Regions from separate parts of the Zea mays genome. Here region 2 is linked to region 1. Evidence: chromatin contacts called from public Hi-C data. All regions are on one chromosome and are shown on one strand. Each heading gives the region's core, a stretch centred on a gene start, on an enhancer-like site or on the middle of the called end of the contact. The rest is flanking DNA. Distances are from core to core; before and after follow the strand shown.

The links. A called contact is a pair of places that touch in the nucleus more often than the background predicts.
Region 2: a Hi-C map of ear shows a contact between it and region 1, with 3 times the contacts expected there. The contact joins the promoter of LOC100280482 here to the promoter of LOC103635555 in region 1. A contact is called at or near these places in 2 of 25 Hi-C or Micro-C datasets (ear and leaf).

Annotation. Positions count from the first base shown.
Region 1 is chr8:93,317,551-93,325,327 of Zm-B73-REFERENCE-NAM-5.0, reverse strand. LOC103635555 (protein ENL) reads left to right here and starts at 4,097. Exons shown (of 8, transcript XM_008657984.4): 1 at 4,097-4,714; 2 at 4,971-5,383; 3 at 6,478-6,630; 4 at 7,746-7,777. The coding sequence starts at 4,246.
Region 2 is chr8:93,447,275-93,455,051 of Zm-B73-REFERENCE-NAM-5.0, reverse strand. LOC100280482 (polcalcin Jun o 2) reads right to left here and starts at 2,842. Exons shown (of 1, transcript NM_001153402.2): 1 at 2,016-2,842. The coding sequence starts at 2,760. The coding sequence ends at 2,191.

The DNA.
Region 1 (7,777 bases), core at 2,848-5,347:
GACATTTTGAGGGTCTCTGCCATGCTTGTCAGTTAGGCCAACATACTCGTCTCCCATTTACTACTTCTTCTCGGGCTGAGCAGGCTTTTGACCTGGTTCACTGTAATCTTTGGACCTCCTCTGTACTCAGTCTTTCTGGTTATAAATACTATTTGGTGATTTTGAATGATTTTTCCCATTTTCTCTGGACTTTCCCACTTCGGTTGAAGTCCGACACATTCCCCACCCTCACACATTTCTTCGCCTGGGTATCCACTCAGTTTCGTCGCTCGGTCCGTGCTCTGCAGTGTGACAATGGTCGCGAGTTCGACAACAACGCCTCCCGTTCTTTCTTCCTCACTCACGGCGTCCAGTTGCGTCTCTTGTGCCCCTACACCTCTGCACAGAACGGCCGAGCCGAACACATGATCCGCACCACCACCAATATGCTCCGCTGCCTTCTCTTCCAGGCGTCTCTCCCTGCCAGCTACTGGGCAGAGGCCCTACACACTGCCACCCATCTCCTCAACCGCCTTCCCTCGAAGGCGGTGCGCCACCCTACCCCTCACTTCGCCCTATATGGCACGGCCCTTTCCTATGACCACCTTCGCGTGTTCGGCTGTGCCTGCTACCCTAACACTTCCGCTACCGCCCCTCATAAGCTTTCTCCTCGCTTCACCCGCTGCCTATTCCTTGGCTACTCTCCTGACCACAAGGGGTACCGGTGTCTGGACCTCACCTCCCATCGCATCATCATCTCTCGTCACGTCGTCTTCGACGAAGATGTGTTTCCCCTTGCTGGCTCCACCCCACCCACCGATCTCGACTCCCTCCTCGAGTCTGATCCGATTCCCCTCCCACCCCCGGCGCCTCGTCTTGCGCCGTTACCTGCTCCTCGTGTAGCCACGACGCCACCGCGCACGACCTCTTCCGCGCCACGCGCGGCCCCGTCGACCCCACCTGCGCCACGCGCGGCAACGGCGATCATGCCTGCGCCACACATGGCCCCGTTGACCACGCCTGCGCCACGCGCGGCCCCGTCGACCACGCCTGCGCCACGCGCGGCCCCGTCGACCCCGCCACGCGCGGTTCCGTCGACCCCGGCTCGCTTCGCCAACCCCGCCCTCGTCTACCATCGCCGCGGCCATGCCACTTCCTCGGCGCACCCCGACTCGGGCCCGTCGACGAGCACGACCCGATTCGCCGACCCCACCGTCGTCTATCACCGCCGCGAGCCGACCATACCCGACGCTCTTGACGTCCCGGCGGTGCGCTCCGAGTCGTCCATATACCACCCGGTCGCCATCCACCGCGACCCCGATCACGTCCACCCGATGGTGACTCGGCGCGCCGCTGGCGTTCTTCGCCCCGTCAACCGACTGATCCTGGCAGCTGCTACGTCCAACACTCCACCCGACGCTTCCCCGGTGCCCTCCTCCGTTCGCACTGCCCTCGCCGACCCACATTGGCGTCGTGCTATGGAGGAGGATTACGCGGCCCTCTTGGCCAACCACACCTGGAACCTGGTGCCGCGTCCACCAGGCACCAACGTGGTCACCGGCAAGTGGCTATTTCGCCACAAGCTGAACTCGGACGGGTCCCTCGACCGCTACAAGGCCCGTTGGGTCCTTCGGGGCTTCACCCAACGCCCCGGAGTGGACTACGACGAGACCTTCAGCCCCGTCGTCAAGTTCGCCACTGTTCGCGCCATCCTCTCCCTCGCCCTCTCCCGCGACTGGGCGATCCATCAGCTCGACGTCAAGAATGCCTTCCTCCATGGCACTCTGACGGAGACTGTCTACTGCAGTAAGCCCACTGGCTTCGTCGACGCTGACCGTCCGGATCTGGTTTGCTGGCTGAATCGGTCCCTGTACGGCCTCAAGCAGGCGCCACGGGCATGGTACAGTCGTTTCGCCTCTTACCTGGCCTCCATCGGCTTCGTCGAGGCCAAGTCGGACACGTCCCTGTTCATCTACCAGCGCGGCGACGACACCGTCTACCTCCTGCTCTACGTCGACGACATTGTGCTCATGGCATCCACCGCCGACCTTCTACACCGCACGATCGTCGCCCTTCAGCGGGAGTTCGCGATGAAGGACCTGGGGCCCCTACACCACTTCCTCGGCATCACCGCCGAGCGCCGGCCTCAGGGTCTCTTCCTCCACCAACGCCAGTACGCCATCGACATCCTGGAGTGGGCTGGCATGTCTGACTGCAAGCCCTGCTCCACGCCTGTCGACACTCAGGCTAAGCTCTCTGAGGACGACGGGCCTCCGGTCGCCGACGTGACGTCCTACCGGAGCCTCACCGGCGCACTCCAGTACCTCACGTTCTCCAGGCCCGACATCGCTTACGCCGTCCAGCAGGTGTGCCTGCATATGCACACTCCGCGGGAGCCCCATCTCACTGCGCTCAAGCGGATTCTGCGCTACCTCCGTGGCTCCCTCGACTACAGCCTCCTACTCCGCCCATCCCCGACGTCGGAGCTCGTGGTCTACACCGACGCTGACTGGGCTGGCTGCCCCGACACGCGTCGGTCCACCTCCGGTTACGCCGTGTTCCTGGGCGCCAACCTCGTCTCTTGGGCCGCCAAGCGGCAGCCTGTCGTCTCTCGCTCCAGCGTTGAGGCCGAGTACCGTGCCGTGGCCAACGGTGTGGCAGAGGCCTCCTGGCTGCGCCAGCTCCTCCACGAGCTCCACAGTCCCCTCCAGCGCACCACCCTCGTCTACTGCGACAACGTCAGTGCGGTCTACCTCTCCACCAACCCCGTGCAACATCAGCGCACGAAGCACGTAGAGATCGACCTGCACTTCGTCCGCGAGTGTGTCGCTGCCGGTGACGTTCGGGTTCTCAGCGTCCCCACCACGCTGCAGTTCGCCGACATCTTCACCAATGGGTTAGTGTCGAGTGTATTTTTAGATTTTCGATCCAGTCTCAACATCTGTACAGGATAGAGTTGTGACTGCGGGAGTGTTAGACTATCCGTCTAGGGTTTGGGATGTTCCCCTTGTAATCACCGTATCACCCTCACTGTAATGGGCCTGGCCCATATACTGAGTCTATTAATACTACTCCCAACTCTGTTTAGGGTCATGGGTTCACTATTCTACACATTCCAATACACTCAAATCTATATGTAATTGGAATAACCGAATAAGATCTTAGGTATCTCTGCCAGTCAGTTCCTGAATTTTTTTAGGCGAACTGGATGGTGCATTGAACAGGTAAGAGTAAGACAACTGCACTAGCCTGCTGGGTCTTCATATATAATATAAATCTCCGTATGAACTGCAAAGGCTGAAAGCCTTGCATACTGTTCGCTGCACCATACACAAACGAATGCCAAACTGTATAGGAAGGGCGAAGAGGATATCTGACGGGTGGATCCTAGGCGACAGTGACATAAAATGGAGTCTCAAACTATACCAGATACTTCCTCACTTTCTGAGATCTCAGTTTTCACGTCCACGGTGTGGATTCATGTGAACCATATTAGTATTCATATTTACCTTTTCAAATTGCTATACCTGTGGCCAAACAGACATAAAATTACGTGCGAAGAATCTGGTTGTGGGAAGAATCTGGCTGTGGGGAGAATCTGAATATCATTAAGATTACGTGCGGAAAAAAATATAAAATTATCTATAGGACTCAGGATCTAGAAAGTGACGGATTTCTACTATTACAACGACTCAACCGATTATGTGTTTATGTTGATTTTAAATGATTTTTACCCAAACGAATATTATAGAACCTGGCTGAAAAGCTGAGCGTTTGTCAGTCCGCAGCAGTTTTTGATGGCCAGAAGTACAAAAAGCCGTCCAATGGCGCCCGGAGATTGAGGGAAGTTTGTCTCTTCTCACCGTGCTCACAACTTCTCAAAATTGCATCATGTCAATTGTCAAGCAGGAAACAGGTATACATAGAAAACTATGTGATGGTCAAAGAAATGAACAAAAAATATACAGATTTGTTGTGCATAGACTGTGACGATATTTATTTCTCCCCCTCAATGGAATACACACACACAAAAAAAAAATCTGCACCTTATTGACAAATCGAGCAGAGATACAATGCATTGAAGTCTAATTCTAACACCGGTATACGTATTACGTAAGAAGACTACCACACAAAAAAATCGTGCCTCGAGTCTTCCCCGCGCCGCGCGGGCAACGGATAACAAACGCTCGGCTTGTCGCCGTCCGTCCCCTGCCGCCACCCATCACCTGCTATCCCGCCGGGATCGTACGCCAATTCGCCAAAACGATGGCGGCGGCGGCGGCGGCGGGCGCGGCATCTTCCATCCTCTCGTCCACGCCCCCGCGCCGCCTCACCTTCCCTCCCGCCCACATCCGCAAACCCCTCGCCGCGGCCGCCCCCAAGGCCCTCAACCTGTCATCGCAGAAACTCCCCCCGCTCTCTTCATCTGCCACGGCCTCGCCACCACCTCCGCCCGACGGGGACGATAAGCCGGACCCCATCAAGCTCGCTTTCGCCCGCGCTGCCGCATACAAGAAGGGGAGGGACAGTCACAGCCCGAGCCCGAGCCCGGCGCCGGCCCCGCCTCCCACGCCGCCGCCACAGTCTTCACCACCGTCGCAGCCGCAGGCTTCGGTCAGTGAGCCCGGCAGTAAGGAGGCTTTTAAGCGGGCGTTGGAGTACCGAAACGGCAACGGGGCCGGAGCGGGCGCGGCTGGTGGTGACTCCCCGCTGCTGGGAGGCTCGCCGGATTTTGGTGAGTTAGTTTAAGTCCCATGAATTGAACCGAAGAATGGTTAGGGTAGATGGTAGTATCTGGTATGTACGGGAACGCTCTCATGTCCGTGTTTCAGTGATGTTACTAATGCTCATTACTACTGCAATAGCATTTCCAATATAAAAGATGAATTCGATTTGGACCCGGACAATTGGAAATGATTTTAGGAACGGTGTTTTGATCCTCTTCATCAATGCCATATGTTTTTATTTGTACTGTCCATGGCTTTTTTTAGGTCAGAATGCCCTAATTAGTGAAGAAGTCTCGTTTGGCAAGAGAGGAGGGTACGAGTTTGATGAGGCTGATTTTTTGGGTCTCGACTTCTTTGAGAAAAAACGTTCTAAAGGTCTACCACCTGGGCTGGCTCCAGCTTTTGAGCCTTTACGAGATGACGATTTTCCTGAGGTGGACATAATAGTTGGAGACCCCAGCAAATTTGACAAGTCTCCTCGCCGAACTGAAATCCAACCGGTAGACAACGGGGAGTCAGGGGAAGCATCTCAATCGACTACTAAACCAAATGAAGCTGACAAGGCTGGGATAGCACCCCCTTCAACTGTTATTGAGACTGAAGAAGATGAAGATGTTTATAGACCCACAGTTAGATCATGGGGAATGTTTCCGAGGCCACAAAATATTTCAAAGGCGGTAAGATATAGTTGTAGCATCTCACATTTTGTATTTGCATCTTTCTTGTACTTCCGAATACAAAAAAAATCTAGTATGTGCGAGCTTTACTGTAATGTTGAACTATGATTCGAAGAATAACAATAACAAACACAAATTCATTTCAATAAGCTGTACAAGGTATATTCAATTATTTCCAAAGATAATTGGAACTTCTGTGGAGAAATCAATCATCTAGTAATGATATGAGCGTTTTCTCCTTGTCAATTTCCCTATGGAAACACATATTCACTTTAAACAAAATACTACCAGAGTGATTATGGTCATTTAGATTCACTTTTGATCTTAAAATCTCTTTACTACCTTTAATGTAACAAGAATTGTCTATTGATCGGAAATATGTGGCTGTGTAATATGACCTTTACTATCTCGAGTGTGAAATTATCAGCCTGTTGCATTTTCCCCTTGTATCCATCATGTTATGATTTTCTACTTTATTTGTGGTAAATGTTCTCTTAGAATCTCCATACTGACTCTAATTTATAAACCCACTACCATGCCACTCTTGCCAACAAGCTACTCACATAAGTTTGGACATCAATAACCATAAACTTATTTTCAGGAATTTGGATGGCAATCTGTCGCTAAAACTAGTTTGAACTACTAGACTGGAATTCTGAGTCATTTTATTTGATTCATTACATGCTACATGGCTCATCAGCCGTTGTCCAAGAATCACTTTCAGGATCAGAAATAGCAATCCACTACAAGAGTGGATTGACATGGATAGTCAGTCTTTAAAAGATCGCTAAGCAACATTTCATGGAACCACTTTTAAATTTGTCTCTCTTGCTATATAACTTTTGATCTTGTTTTGTTGATAGGCTGAGAGATAACATCTGAAATAAACTTAAAAATCATTCCATGATATATTGCTTTCCCCCGTATCTTTCTTTGGTTTCAGTTAGCTGATACTGATATACTGCATGTTTGTAAACTGTGGCTGTTCTATGATATATGCCATTAATTCCTGATGGAGCTTGATTAATTGTGAAATGCTTTGTGGGCTTGCTGTGTTTCCCTGATTCTGGTTTTGCCATAACCTTTCCTTCTAGTATGGCGGTGGAAGAAATATACGCCTTGGTGGAGAGACTCAAAGTGCAGAAGAAAAGGCAGCCAAAGATAAGCGCACCAAAGAGCTAATAGCTGCATATAGGAATCGACAGAACATGGTAATCGATGCAAAGACAAAAGCAGAGTGCATCAAGGTACTGATGGAAACATTACTCCACTTAAGTTGAAACTCCAGTGATTTAGCTTGACCTTTCTTATATAGTTACCCCTTTAATGACTGCACTTTTAAAGGACTTCTATGTAATGGATGGGAGTAATCTTCAGATTTTATTTTATTTCATGTTTATATTATGTTAGTTATTTTGCATGATGGCTTATTGTTCAGTACAATTTGTTCTTGTTTCATTGTTTTCAACAAGACTCAACTTTTATTCTGGCTATTGAACTGTGAGGGTACTGGTAGATTGCTTGAACCTTTTATTGTTTTGTTATTTGACTACATGTCAACATCAATCATAGAAATGCATACTATGCATTGTTGGGAAGGATCAGAATTAACAGAGAGTGAATGTAAGCATAAACTGAAAAGTAAATATAAATGCTTCAAGTGCAGATCATAATACATGAGAGTGCTATATTCTGGAGTTAATGGGATCAGCATACTAGAAAAACTGTTTATGTTTTTGTGATTCTGTATATGTTAATTCCAGTATGATTTTACATCTGCACATATATGAATTTTTAGATGATTCATGTGCTTATATGCACTGCTCGCTCATGAACTTGGGACAATGAGAAGCAATTGCTTGTTAGCGTTGGAAAGTTTTGTATGTGGGGCTCTTGCCTAAAAACAGAGAGGGGACACAATAAGAGGGCTATATTAGGTCATGCTTGACATATAAGTAGTAAAATTGACTGATGTTTAGAAAAAGAAAAAAAGAATAGAGAATAAGAGCCTATCGCCCACTTTGACCTAGAGAACGCCCAACATGTTTTTCCTTTACCACATTCAGGCTCCATTTGCAACTCATCAATGGTTTCTGATTACCATGGAAATTGGTCTGTTTTGGTGAAATTCCAGCATTTTTCAAACTGGTTGCCAGTTTTGAATTTGGTTGCCAGAATATTATAAAGTTATTTGTGTAGTATATAAAATATGTATTAAATGCCAGTGTCTGATTAATTTGCACTGAGGATCTCCTTCTGTTTTCTGTACCTAGTCCTTCTAACATCTTGGACTTTTGCAGTTTTCATCTTTGCTTTAATGCACATGTATTTGTTACGTATTTGTAAAATTGTCATATGGAAGGCCTTGAGGGAAGGTGATGAGATGATGAATAC
Region 2 (7,777 bases), core at 1,593-4,092, 130 kb before region 1:
TGCAGTTTGGCATTGGCCTCATCAGCGACTTTCTCTACACTTCCGAGTAAGTTAGCCTATATTGTTTCCCAGTCCATCGACAATCAAAAAACAAAATAAAATAACAATAAGAGAGAGAGAGAAAAACAATACATAGCAAGTAAGCAAATATAATAAACAGTTTTAAATATCTGAAAACATGAGAATTTTCAAAGCCTAACAAATTGCACAGAATTGCAGTTGCATACGGAGAATGTTGTTCTTCGCTAGCCTGTACCATCCTCAAGTTGACGTCCTCACCGTCGCACAGTCACCACTCATTGGGACATCAGTTTATTCGAACTTGGCAAATCTCATTTTTTTACCCTTTCCTGGAGAAAGCAAGTTTGATTTGTTTTTTTTATCTTTTAAGGCTGGTTCGGTTCACTCTCAATCCATATGAATTGAATGGAATTAAGACGGTTTAAATTCATAACAAGTCAAAATCCGTCTCAATCCCATCCGATACATTTCAATCCATATGGATCGAAAATAACCGAACGAGGTCTTAGCCTAGTTTAGATACTTGTATTGATCTCAATCTATATATATTGAAGTGAATTGGGGTGTAACTTAAATTAATTTACAGCTCAATCCACTCAACACATATGAATTAAGGTCAATACTAGAATATCCAAACAAAGTCTTACAGGAGAAAGCTGGTTTGGGGTACAATTACTCGTCCCTTTTTAACTTAACCATGTCCTTGTTAGAGTGTTGTTTTCGCTTTCACGGAAACAAACTTTGAGGAGCACCAAAGACGAGTCGTTTTCAACCTTTCCTGTTCTCACTGTTTTTCTCGGAGCCACGGCTCTTTCGTTCTCTGAACTGGATGTATCTCATGTGTATATATTAGTATCTGTCACTGCTTCTCTCAAAACCACACGGCACGGCGCTAATACATCATCAGTGGAATAGTTCACAGCTTCACATGGAACTTCGCTAGCTTTGGCTCTCTGACCTGATTTGCAACTCGAGCTTTGCAGTTGTTAAAAAAAAAAGACAAGAAGAAGAGTATGCAAAAGAAAAGATTGCCTTTCCAGGGCTGTTTGGTAGGGCGCTTGTGCTGGGGTTTTCAAAATCCAACGTGGGATTGCTGCGGGCTGTTTGGGTGGCTTTGTGAATTTGCTCCAAATCGAAGGTTTGGCAACCAGAACTTGCCAGAAATTGAACAAAGATATTTTTGAAAGTTGAATATGAGGTATTGGCAAATTTTAAGAACACATCAAATAGACGTCGAAACAAATTAAGGACTAGTTTGGTGAACAGTGATCACAAGAAAATCTATGACGGGGCGTTTGGATCCCTTCATTTTAGAGGAATTAGAATTCACTCAATAAAGTAACTTATTTAGTTTGGAATTTGACATTCCACCACTTTCTAAAGTTCAGATATAAGCCTATCTCAAATTCATGGGGTGGAGGGTGGAAAATGATTTTATGCATTACTAGAATTGGTTTCTAATCTATAACTTACATGACACTCTTCGTCTCACTCCTCAATAGTAAAAATGTAGCACATAAATATCTCTGACATCTTACTAATAATAGTATACAAATATATTTTGCATAAAACCGAATTAGCTTAATTGATATATGCCTAAATTACTATTATTAGAATGGAATTCAATTCCAGTGATCCAAACGGGGCGTGAGGAGAAATTGATTTCTCTCTATTGATCCTATCGTGATCCCTAGTCACCAAATATACTAGTTTGTGAGTCACAAAATCGAAGGAGATTATAGGAGCTAAAATCTCTATCTTATTCAATTTTAAATAAAAGAGAGATTTTAATCCCTCCAATCACCTTCGATTGTGTCTCCCAAACTAGTCCCAAGATTATCCCTATCCAAGAGGGTATTTGTTTCTCTCCTAGATTATATAATTTAGATTAGAATGGAAATGTAGAAGAGAAATGTCACTTTGGAACCACAAATGAGCGCAAACTCAATATTGCAATTGATGAAGCCAAAACAATCCGTTTGGACATCCAAACTAGTAAGTAAAATGGGGGCTTTTTATGTGCTGCCGCTGGGCGTGTAAATAATCCGGACCTAGGAAACATCTCCGTGATTCCAGTGTGATCTAAATCTATAGGGCATGCATATATGTACATAGAATGAAATGAATCCAATTTTTTGTGGGGAGCGGAGCAGGGCAGAATCCTTGTTCCTAGGCACCGATCCTGCCGAATCCGCCGGCCATCATGAGCTTGAACTCGTCGAAGGACACGAGTCCGTCGCCGTTGCGGTCGACGCCCTGGATCATGCGGCGGCACTGGGCGACGGAGGCGGACTCGCCGAGGCCGCGCAGGACGCGCGCGAGCTCGGCGGGGGTGATGAGGCCGTTGCCGTCGGCGTCGAAGACCGAGAAGGCGTGGCGCAGGTCCTCCTCGACGGCGTCGGCGTCGCCGGACGCCGAGTCCATGAGCGCCGCGAACTCGGGCAGGCTGATGTAGCCGTCGCCGTCCGCGTCGGCCTCCTCCATCATGCGCGACACCTCGTCGTCGGTGGCCGCGTGGCCCACGCTCTCGAACAGCGCCGCCAGCTCGGACCGCGAGATCTGGCCGTCGCCGTTCGCGTCGAACTTGCGGAAGACGCGCTCCGTCTCGTCCCCGGCCGGCGGCGACGCCCTCCTCGCGGAGGGGCACGGGGACGAGAGAGACGAGGACGACAAGCCTGGCCGGGAGCCACCGCGCTTGCCGCTGCGGGCGCGGCAGAAGAAGGAGCGCACCTTGCCCATGGAACTGTGCGGCGGTTCCTCGACGCGCGGCCGGGCGGTCGGGCAAGGAATTGATGTCGCTGGTGATTGATTATTGGCTTTGCCGACAAGATTCGATGGAGAAATCAGCTGGTTGATGAGGAGGGAGGGACGGAGATGGGAGGACGACGGGATTTATAGGCGGGCCGCGTGAAGCGGACGCGGTTACGGTGGTTAACTTCCGTTATGTCGACGGGAGGCGGGCGGCGGTTACGCGTGGGCGGGTGTGGGGTGGGGAGGAGGAGAACTAGGATGCTGCCGGCGCTGGCAGGTGGGACAGCCGGGTCGGTCGCACCGCCAAACTTTCGGGAGCTAGCCAGCTCAAGCCGCGCGCACGCACGGTTTGGGCTCGTCGGTTTTGCAGTTCGCGCGTCAGATGACGACGAACAAACGCGTAGTGGAGATCCCCGCCCGCCGGCACGGATAGCATTTTGCGGTGGGACGCGCAGGCTAGCTGGAGATTATCCGGCGGCGCGTGGATCCAGCACCGGGATTGTTGGAACCCAACTTGCCTCCTCCCTCGACACGGGCATGGATATCAAACACGTGCAGGGGTGCTCCAGCTTAGCCGACGGATGTTGGTTGCTAAGAACATCTTTTAGAATACTAAGGTCCTGTTTGGATCGAACTAATTTTAGCACTTGGTCTCTAAACAGACTAGCTAATATATTATCTAATTGTTGGCCTTCAAATAGATTATACATTAGTCATTTGATCTTGCTAATAGATACAAATAGATCGTGTAAAGAGAAAAGACATCTAATTATTCAAGACTCCAAACATAACTTGGCTAATTATTGCTAGCTAATTTTTTTGCCGGCTAATAAGTTGAAAATCGAAAATCATATGTCCAATGCTCTTCCTTTTTCTTCACCTAAATTATCGTCATCCCGAATTCGAGCGTCGCCATCACGCAAATACACGCCACTGAGGGTTTTTCCATAATCCAATCTTGCGCGCGCTCCAACGGTTCCTTCTCGTGGCATTTCGATTGGGCGCAAAAGAATAGCTGGTGGAGTTGTTGAGCAGCAGCGATAGGAGAGCCAACGGAGGCGTCTAGGTCGGCAAGAAGAAAGTATGTCCACCTACACTGCATTATCGTCGATCGCAAGATCTTCATGTGGACTGTCGGCACCATCCATGGCCTCGGCGTCTTCATCGCCTTCATCATGATGTTCGTCAAGCTCGTCCCGCACAAACCAACTTTTTCAATTTAACCTTTTTGGGTTTTTTCACAAATACCCCATTTGCGGTTTTATTTCAAAAACTGGACCCCTGGCTCGACGCCATCATCATTGGCGCCTAGCTTCTGCGTGTCGGCACCAATTTTTTTGGCGTGCATAGGTCAGAATCCGGGCCACGGTGGAACTGACGTGGCACGTACGTCGGCGCCGTAGATCTTGCCACCGAGGTATGCGCCATGGATCTCGGCGCCAAGATCTACGGCGCCGAGGTACGCACCTATAAATATGCCCCTTCGGCCAGTAGTTTTTGTGCTCATTTCTATTCTTCGAAACGACAGACATCAACCTAAATTATTGACTTGGATCTATTGTTACTCTGTATCAAAGTAAGTTCTCTCCTTTTTATAGGTTGTTATGTTATGTATGATTAATAGGGTAATGGTTAGGTTTTGGATATCATTTTCAGAAGCATTTTTATTGACATATTATCGATTTGTAGGATGTATAGGCGCGGTAAATCTGCTAAACAAAGGTAAGTGTTGTATTAAATTATATTTGTGAGTCTATTATATTTATGATTCTTATAGATCTTATCAAAATTTAGGAAGGGTCCTTTGACCGGGACTGCCTTCGACCCACTGCCTTTGCCAACTGATGTTCTAGTGCCTATGTGTTTTTGTGGTGATCCTTGCAAGGTTGACAAGTCTGAGGATCATGACACCTATCGACAGAGGTATTGGATGTGTGCTAACTATGCATTTGAGCCAATGATTGTTTAGCGCCGGATGAATTTAATGGTGAGAATAATCTTTAAATATGTTAACAATTTGAAGACTCGAAGTGGTGCATGTTTTCTTTGCCTACTAATCATTGCATATTTTATAGACTCCTCCACCGCTTTGTGATTTTGAGCAGTGGATTGACACAGAAATCTCATAGAAAGACAAGAAGTGGTTGGAGAATCTTAAAAAGTAGGATGCATAGGACAAAAGGAGGATAGAGAAAAGGCGAGAGGAGCTTGCGGTCGAGCAACAACAGGTAGACGAGCAGGAAATGAGGTGTGTTGCTGAATACAGGGAGGAGAAGGAGAAGAAGCTTGAGCGTGCACGTCGTGTAAAGGGCGCAATGGAGGAGAACTCTGATGCATTTCGCAAGGGCAAATGACCCCGTTGCACTCAATAGTCTAGGTGCTTATTTGATGTTATGTAGTAATGAAGTTCTTATTCTGTATTATTTAGTGTCGAACAATGTTATTTGATAATGAACTACTTATTATGGATTCAAATTGGACTTTAAAAGCAATTGATGAAGACGATTTAAAACAATTGATAAAGAAAATCAACATGCTTAAAGCAATTGATACAAAAGAGTTTTCTAGTAGTGCTCCCACATTCCAAATTATGCGAACCCTTCTCCACAGTATCCTCCCATTGTTGTTGTCTGTTGTGGTTGTGGTGGAGAAGTTGGAGGACCAACATTCTTGCTATGACAAGGGAAGCAGCAATATGGATCTGAGCATACTTGCACCTGTGAACCACCTCCATTGTTGTTGTCTCTGCCTTCCTCCTCATTTAAGTTGGAGGACCAACATTCTTGCTATGACAAGAGAAGCAGCAATATGGATCTGAGCATACGATGATTTGTTTTACCGAGGTTCGGTTCTTGCAAACCTACTCCCCGTTGAGGTGGTCACAAAGACCGGGTCTCTTTCAACCCTTTCCCTCTCTCAAACGGTCACTTAGACCGAGTGAGCTTCTCTTCTCAATCAAACGGGACACAAAGTCCCCACAAGGACCACCACACAATTGGTGTCTCTTGCCTCGGTTACAATTGAGTTGATCACAAGAAAGAATGAGAAAAAGGAGCAATCCAAGCGCAAGAGCTCAAATGAACAAGTCACTCTCTCACTAGTCACTATTTGATTTGGAATGATCTATGGACTTGGGAGAGGATTTGATCTCTTTGGTGTGTCTTGTATTGAATGCTATAGCTCTTGTAAGGTGTGGGAAGTCAGAAAACTTGGATCCAATGAATGGTGGGTGGTTGGAGGTATTTATAGCCCCAACCACCAAACTAGCCGTTTGGTGAAGGTTGTTGTCGCATGGCGCACCGGACAGTCTGGTGCGCCACCGGACATTGTCCGGTGCGCCTGCCACGTCACCTGGCCGTTGGATTCCAACCGTTGGAGCTTCTGTCTTCTGGGCCACCGAACAGGCACTATTCACTGTCCGGTGCGCCATCTGGCTCTGCTCTGACTCTGGCGCGCACTATAGCGCATTTAATGCCTTCTGTAGACGACTGTTGGCGCGAAATAGTTGTTGCTCCGCTGGCAGACCGGACAGTCCGGTGCGCCACCGGAGACTGTCCGGTGCTCCACCGGACAGTCCGATGAATTATAGCGGAGCGGCCTCCAGAATTCCCGAAGGTGAGCAGTTCGGAGTTGAAGTCCCTGGTGCATCGGACAGTCCGGTGCGCCAGACCAGGGCACACTTCGCCTGACTTTTGCTCTCTATATTTGTATCCTTTTTCGGACTTTTTATTGGTTTGTTGTGAACCTTTGGCACCTGTAGAACTCATAATCTAGAGCAAACTAGTTAGTCCAATTATTTGTGTTGGGCAATTCAACCACTAAAATTAGTTAGGAAAAGGTGTAAGCCTATTTCCCTTTCAAATATTTTATTAGCAACGTCTGACTTACTAATTGTAAGTGTATCCCAAAATTCCCAATTAAACATAAGTACAAAATTATATCAAAAACACTTAAGTGAAACCACTTAAGCAAAACATCTGTGAATCATCAGATCACGATTTATTTTCCATCTTTAAGTTCAATTATCATGTGAGGGTCTAGGTTGCTCTTAACCATGAGCACGTCTGACATATCAGTTTTACACTCAGCAGAGGTGGTACAACTTTACCCACAAGTCATGTATCTCATCTAGCATGGGTTGATCGGACCCGTAAACACTTCCTAGGTGAATGGCTAGGGATCCACTATGAGGCTTTCACAAAATATCCTAAGTACAAAGCCACATGCTAAAGTTTTCACGTCAGTATTGATGGCCCTCTAGGCGAGGTAACTTAGCCAAGACTACCACCCCATGTTAATATGAGCTGCCACCAAACCACTGTCGCCCCCTCTTGCCCATGTCTCAGGTAGGGTTGCTAAGCACTAAGTCTATAGAGCTAATTACCAAACCCAGATCCATTATAACACTCGTGGTTGCAATGTTATCCTGGGTGGTCACTCCATGTTCCATTTAATGCAAATTGATCTTGTTTAACTATCGGGTTAACATCATAATATAAATTTCATTTCCGGAACATTAGTATCATTAACGAGTGACATCATAATTATCAAGTAAGCGGTAGCACAAATTGCTATGCATAGTGTTTATCCCAGGGTAATCAAGGAATAGGGTTGGTAATTCTAGGAAATCCTATTTAGGCAAACCACATCAAATTATGCAAATATCCGAAAAGTAAACATTATTATATGCATTACTTGGGTACAAATAGAAATGCAGAGGGAGAATCCACTTGTCTTGCTCGAACATGTCCTGCGGGTCTTCTTCGAACGTGTTTGGTTCGTCTACCACACAGTCAGCTTCTAATATCGTTTCACATATCCTACATACAAAAGAAAACATACACCATTACATGGGTAACATTCATCATTACATGAACAATCACATATTACACAAACTATACTTATAAATAATGCCTAAATCATAATTATTTTATTAATCCACTAAAATCTATAACTTGAATTGTCACTGGTGAAGGTTATATGGACATGTGACTATGAAAGTATT